Linked DNA regions of Gossypium hirsutum: region 1 is linked to region 2. A link is a contact called in public Hi-C data. All regions are on one chromosome and are shown on one strand. The core of a region is the stretch at or near the end of the contact, and the rest is flanking DNA. Distances in the headings are between cores, read along the strand shown.

What was found. A called contact is a pair of places that touch in the nucleus more often than the background predicts.
Region 1: a Hi-C map of leaf shows a contact between it and region 2, with 4 times the contacts expected there. The contact joins the promoter of LOC107926832 here to the enhancer-like site in region 2. A contact is called at or near these places in 4 of 34 Hi-C or Micro-C datasets (all in leaf).

Annotation. Positions count from the first base shown.
Region 1 is chrD11:57,394,332-57,397,640 of Gossypium_hirsutum_v2.1, forward strand. It overlaps LOC107926832 (phosphoenolpyruvate carboxylase kinase 1), which reads left to right and starts at 1,796. Exons shown (of 2, transcript XM_016857766.2): 1 at 1,796-2,807; 2 at 2,930-3,309. The coding sequence starts at 2,027. The coding sequence ends at 2,976.
Region 2 is chrD11:57,240,126-57,243,763 of Gossypium_hirsutum_v2.1, forward strand. LOC121223324 (putative lysine-specific demethylase JMJ16) reads left to right here. Exons shown (of 13, transcript XM_041104562.1): 12 at 45-242; 13 at 427-996. The coding sequence ends at 759. Among protein-coding and RNA genes, the nearest start is that of LOC121223324, 11 kb to the left of the region's middle. Within about 2 kb of position 1,341, at least 3 of the 9 cell types and tissues checked have an H3K27ac peak or open chromatin away from gene starts, as enhancers often do. A contact at or near this core is called in leaf, where this site is marked.

The DNA.
Region 1 (3,309 bases), core at 546-3,045, 150 kb after region 2:
AGTTTATGGCAGTTTGATTATCTGCATTATCTAGTGGTCTATCCACGTTTCTGTTCTGGCAGCTTGGCTGCAATTTAGTGGCTTGACAACATGTATCCGATCTAGCAGTTTTAATTGCAAAATTCTGGTGGCATTGTCTACAATTACCTGTTAGTGTGATTTGGCTTGACGAGTTCTGGGGGAACTCTATTTTGGTGTATAGCGGAGTTGGGTAGGATGTTTTCTGATAAATTTGCATTTTGATCTGTTTGAAAAATACCGCATCTACATAACACACATCCTCTGCACAATTCTATTAAATTCTATTCTGCTCTGTTACGTTCTGCTCTATCATGTTCTGGCTGCGTTGTGTTGTTCTGTTATATTACACTTACTATTAAGTTCGATGTGTTTACTCTGATTTATATACTATGTTTTGTTAACTATAGTTGACGTTGGTTATACATTGGGCTTTATAGCTCACATTTTGGTTTTATCTTTGTATGTTCAGGTAAGTCTCTGACTTAAGACCGGACGACAGGTGGGAGCTCGGATTGTTTTGCAATAATGTAAAAGTGATTTTAATCTTTTGGGTTTGTAGTCTATTTTTGAACTCGTCTTGGTTTTTGCTAAATTCGTTAGTAGTTGATGATTTTTAACGTGAAACTATAAAACCACTCAAGTCGAATTTTTTTTTCAATTTTCAATGTTAAACTCTAAAAATATTTTCTACCACGAATCAAGTAAAGTTTTGAATGTTTTCTGGGTAATTGTTGAAATCAGTTTTCAATACATTGGTGTAACTCGTCCAGATTCAGCTTAAACTTCTAGCCCAAGTTTTGAGTGTTACATTAAAATAAATAGCAAAAACTTCTAAAAGTACGAATCGAACCTCTGACCTCAAGCATAGACACAGAGCACATAGTCACAGATACATAGATTTAACTAAGCTAGTATTTCTTAGTCAAACATTCAAATTTTGGGGCGTTATAGTTTAAGTCAGATGCAATGAAAAGAGAACTGTGTTTGTGGATTTTACAGTATCTTCTCTTTTTCTTCTTCTTCTTTTTCTGTTGCTACTGCTATTAGGGTTTTTTTTAATTTCTTCTTAAATTGGGTGGGTTTTCATCGTGGACATATCCAATACGGCCAGTTAACTGGCCGTGTCAGCTAGTTAACTGGCCACGTCAATTGTCCTGTTAGGTTTGTAACAGAAAATGTTAGTGGGTGACTGGTTTGTCACTTTTCGATAACGTTTGTGAACGATTATCATTTTTCGAAAGTTGAGTCATTGAATTGAAACCAGAGTGACTGTTTTGTCAGTTACATAAAAGTTGAGTGACTGTTGGTGTAATTTACCCTTTTTTTTAATATCAATCTCATTATAGATTCTTATCATATCTATTATTTTTGATACAATGCCTAAAACTATCCATCCTCCCTCCTCAATCCTTAAATAGGAGTATAATGCGCTTTAGCACACTCAAACCTACGTCCTCCTACGCTGGCAATAATACCGATATCAATCGAGTTAAAACTCAATCGATAAAAAAAAACCAAAATATTAAAAATAAGAAATTCTTAAAATAAATAATTGTTTCTAGATTCTGTTAAAATAGTTTTTGCTTCACTCCCCCTTCTACCAATAAAATAGTTGTCTTATAGAATATTTAAACAAAATTCAAACATATGCCTGTTAAAAACCAAATATTTGGTCTTTCTCTTCACAAAGTCAAGTTGTATTTCCCCCCTTTTTATAGCTTATTTTTTGGGGTTCAAGTATAAAATTTTAGAATTATATGTTATAAAATACAATATTTTTAGGGGAATTGCTATTCAGTCCTTAAACAAACGTGTTGTGTCTTAACTGCTTTTCCTCCTAACCCACCGAATATTCCTCTCTTCTATTCCGTTCCTTTCTCTCTATAAATCCCCCCGTCCCCCTTCTTAACTCCCTAAACCAAATCAAGAAAAAGAAAAGAAAAGAAAAGTCCCCCCTTAAAAATCGACCAAAACAGAAAACCCAGATCATAAAAAGCTCCCTAAAATGTTGAGTGAAACATTGAAGAACAAGTACCAATTATGTGAAGAGATCGGAAGAGGGCGGTTTGGGGTTATCTCTCGAGTGTTTTGCCCTTCAACCCAATCCTCCTTCGCCTGTAAATCCATCGACAAACGCCTCCTTTCCGACCCCACCGATCGAGAATGTCTGGAGAACGAACCCAAAATCATGACCCTTTTGTCTCCTCACTCCAACATCGTTCAAATCTACGACATGTTTGAATCCGATGATACCCTTCAACTCATCATCGATCTCTGCCAGCCTTTTACCCTCTACGACAAGATTCTGGAACCCGATATGTCTGAACCTAAAGCCGCGGCTTACATGCAACAGCTTATGTTGGGTTTGGCTCATTGTCACAGGTTTGGGATCGTTCATAGAGATATTAAACCTGATAACATTTTTTTCGACTTCAGAGGTAATTTGAAGATTGGGGATTTCGGGTCTTCCACATGGTTAGGGGAAGTTGGGACCGCCGATGGGTTGGTGGGTACGCCTTATTATGTAGCGCCGGAAGTTGTGATGGGTAGGGCTTACAATGAGAAGGCTGATGTGTGGAGTGCGGGTGTGGTTTTGTACGTTATGTTAGCCGGTGTTCCACCGTTTTACGGTGAAACGGCGGAGGAGATTTTCGAGGCTGTTCTGAGAGGGAATTTAAGGTTTCCATCTAGGATTTTCAGGTCAGTCTCTGCTGAGGTTAAGGACTTGTTGAGGAAGATGATTTGCAGAGATGTTTCCAGGAGATGGTCTGCTGAACAAGTCCTGAGTAAGTTCTTTTATTTTCTCTCTTCATTTTAATCTCTTTGTTTGGGGCTTTTTACATATTGAAATCAATTGGCAATTTGGGTTGATCTTGGTTTATTGAAATTTGCTTGTTATGAAATGCAGGGCACCCATGGATCTTGAATGGAGGGGAAACAATTTCAATGGACTGATTTAATCAAAGCATTGGAAAGAGCATAAATAAGAGCTTATTAGGAACACCCCCTCCCCCTCGCCTCCTTCCCCTTCCCCTCCCCCTCCCCCCCCCAAAAAAAAAAAGAAAAAGAAAAAGAAGAGAGCTTATCAATGTAAATATTAGGCACTGTCTGCATATCAAGAATCCCCATAAGAAGGGTCCCCCAAGTAATCATCTCTACAAAGCAAAAGTCAAAATCAAGCAAAGCTTCCCGTTTTGCAAGGCCATGGAAGTTATACACAAGAGAGCAGAGTTTCATCACATGGGGGGGTCCAAACCAACCACCATAATCAACCTACCAGTCTTTATT
Region 2 (3,638 bases), core at 91-2,590:
TGTTCTTTAAGCATGCATGGCCTTAAATGTTGATTTGGTTTCAGGTATCTGTGGAGCACTGTCCCAGTGAAGTATTTGTTCATGTTTCAGCTGCCAGATGCTGGGAGATGGTGAGGGAGAAAGTGAATCAAGAGATAACGAAACAACATAGACTAGGAAGGACCAACCTCCCTCCATTGCAGCCTCCCGGCAGCCTTGATGGCTTTGAGATGTTTGGTTTTTCTTCACCAGAAATTGTGCAGGTAAATTAGTTTTTACATTATGATATGAAAAATGTTGGTCAACTAGTTTATTTGAACTGTTTCTCCCCTCTCCCTTTTTGTATTGACTATTCTTAATGGCTTAACGGTTTGATTTCATGGTAAATGCTTAACTCTGACATTTGAAGTAAAAACTCATTTCTCGTATGGTTTAAACATAAACCAGGCCGTTGAGGCAATGGATCGCAATCGAGTTTGTATGGAGTATTGGGACTCTCGGCCTTACTCTCGGCTTCAAGTGCAGTTCCTACAACATTCTCATACCCCTGGTAATGGTGGCAACTTTCTTAGAACATCTGGGGAACAAAATAATGCAGGGGCTCCTCAGAACAAATGCCTGCCCGGTGAAGTCGACACACTACTAGGTTTATTCAAGAAGGCAAGCTCTGAAGAATTAAGCTCACTTTGTAGCATATTAAGTGACAAAAGGTCTCCCAAGGATGTAGACCGTGTGGCTCAACTACTTAAGGAGGAGATTCGCAGTCGTCGACCTACATGATTGAAATTTTTTTTTTTTGGTGATTCGGATTCAAAATCCGAGTCCATATATCCCACATTTTTCGTCACTGTAATTCTGTAAATATCGATATCCTGCCTTCACACTGCACGTACAGCCTCCATTCAATCCACCATTCTTTCAGGTAGAAGAAGAGTGATAAGAGTAGGTTATTTTCCGGTGGGATTTTTGCATACTGACTGATTTTTGTAGCATAAGAAAGAAAAATGCCTTCTGAAAGTTCAACTGGTTGATTTTCGAAACCACCTAATGTCATGTTGGCCTCCAATCTTCAGCGGCTACCACAGTGCAATTCTGCATTTTCGCTTAAAACCACTTTAATTTCACTTATTTCATTAAAAAAAAGGTTGAATATGGGCCAAAGGATCAGCAGTCTGGATTCAGTTCTGACATAAGGTAAAAACATAATTATTGTATTTCTCGCTAAAGTTATTTTAGTTTTACATTAGATCATGTCTACCTCTTTTTCAAAACCAATCTGCAGCATGTGTCACGGTCTGCCTGAGTAAGGCCATTCTTGGTGCTACAAGTCCGGAATGGTGTGCGTGCAAGAATGAGTTAAGGGGCTGCCGAAATGTTCCGGGATACTCCAGAAGTGTTGACCTAGTCAATTGAGGTGAGAGGCTAAGTTGCACGAGGATCAAACACCTTACCAAATCCTGTTCTTTTGTTTCTCTCACTTCTCTTTTCTTGTATTCTTTCGTTCTTTCTCTGTTTCAACTCTTTGCCATTGTAGTGTCTTTCTGACCGATTCTTCTATAGAAATCACAGACTACCGATGCAAATAGACTGTAATATCCCAAATTTTCAATACAACATTTGGTATCGTTGAAAATAAGTTTAACTAAAAGAGAGACCGAGGAATTAATTTCATATTCGAGATGGAAAGAGTTGCAATTTTATCAAATTGAGAAAATGTGAATTAATAATGATTATTTGACATGGGAACGATGTGGAATATGTAGTGATATGATGAGGATCACATTTGAACTAAATTGGATAAGATTTAAAAGTATAAGGATCAAACAATAATTTTTCCATGAAGAGAAAATAAGTTTAATTTTTATCATTGTGGACTTATGCTAAAGAATAATTATGATTTATGAAGTTTGGATATATTATGTCTTAAGTTTAATGTGAAGAAAGTGTAATAAGTGATAAAAAACGGTTGAAGTGTAAAATTTTCGTATAAGGGTATTTTAGTTATTTCACAAGAAATTTTTGTTAGTAATATTTTAAGTGGAGATTCTATATGGTTCGGATTAAATTTGTGCCATTGGATGTGTTGATAACATGGTGAGTAAATGTGGATTACACAAATTTTATTTGGACTTTGACCAACTTTGACTTGGATTACTTTTAAGGTAAAAAAAAAAAATCCTTTCGCCTCTACAAGTTGACCTCCTCTCTTGTGCAATGGAAAATTTCCCTCTTCTTTTTCTTGCTTTTTCTCAAAATCAAGTTAATTTCCAACACCCAAATTTTGATTTCTGGTTAAAGTCACTTAGAAAATCACTTCCTAGACTCATTTCCACCATATCTTTTTCATCCAAGCTCAAGGTTTCATGAGTTTAATGAGAGAAAACTAAAAGTAGTGAAAGGAAACTTCAAATAAGATAAGAAATTATGTTTCTATCATTCCTACTTTCTACATTTGGGATTTTTGTTGTGAGAAAACTAATAAGCTTGGGTATTGATATTTTGTTGTATTTTTTATTTTTTGAGAAAAAAAATCCATAAATAGGAAGATAATGCATTTCAATGCATTTGAACCCATGTCCTCCTACATTGGTAACAATGTCCATGCCAATCGAGCTAAGAATCAATTAACACTAACTTTATCTTTAATATCATAAATTTGTGTTTGGATAAATTGTGAAATGAGTGATTAAAAGTATTATGTGTGCTAATATATGATTAAGTAAGTCTTGATATGTTAAGAAAAAATGAAAGAAATTAATAATATTAATGAAATTTATCTCTTTTTTTTTTTGAAAGGTGGTGAGTTTTATCTTGAAACTTATAAAAATGAAATTGTGATATATTTTGAGAATTTAAGCGTTATAACATAATTCTTGCTTTGAATAAAAATATATGTTAATATGTTATAAAAAGGTAAATAGTGATAATGTGAAATTGAAACTAGGCTAAGAGAAAGTGTGATGTGATAGGGCAAATATTAATATGAGATATGAAATTAATAAGGTAATGAGATTGCTTAATAAGCATTGGTATCCAAAGTTATAAGAGATAATTGTCTAATAAAGTGTGTTATGGTGACATTGTCACCTAATGATCAAATGAGAATGTGAATTAAGAAATAAGAATAACTTGGGTCATATGTAAAATGAGATAATTTGTTTAAACACATGAAGCCATATATGATGATATAGGTCACTTTGGTGACAATGTGATAATGTGGATGAGTATGAGTGATATTTAGGTGCCAACAAACATCAAAATGTGATGTGTGTGAAATATAAGCTCTGTTGGATGATTTGGAAACCATGAAAACATATTATGTTATGAAAGTGTATGAACTATATCAAATTGATTAATAAGATGAATTGCTTTTGTGAGTTTGGTAAATTAGCTAGGATACAATAGGCATGCCCTAAGAATTGGATGTGCACTTGTATGGGCATGTGTGTGAGGGAGTTTTGATATAGTGCCTTACAGCATAGCACGTTTGTGCTCTTGGTGTGTTTGGAGGGTATACAATTTTCATTTGTATCTTGTGTGTTTGGCTAGGGCACCTTGGGTGCATTATCTTTGGTATGTTTTGCACAGAATTTGTGTATTCGAGTCTATATTACTAAAGCCACAAAATGCTATGAAATCGAATTTGATAATAAATCAAT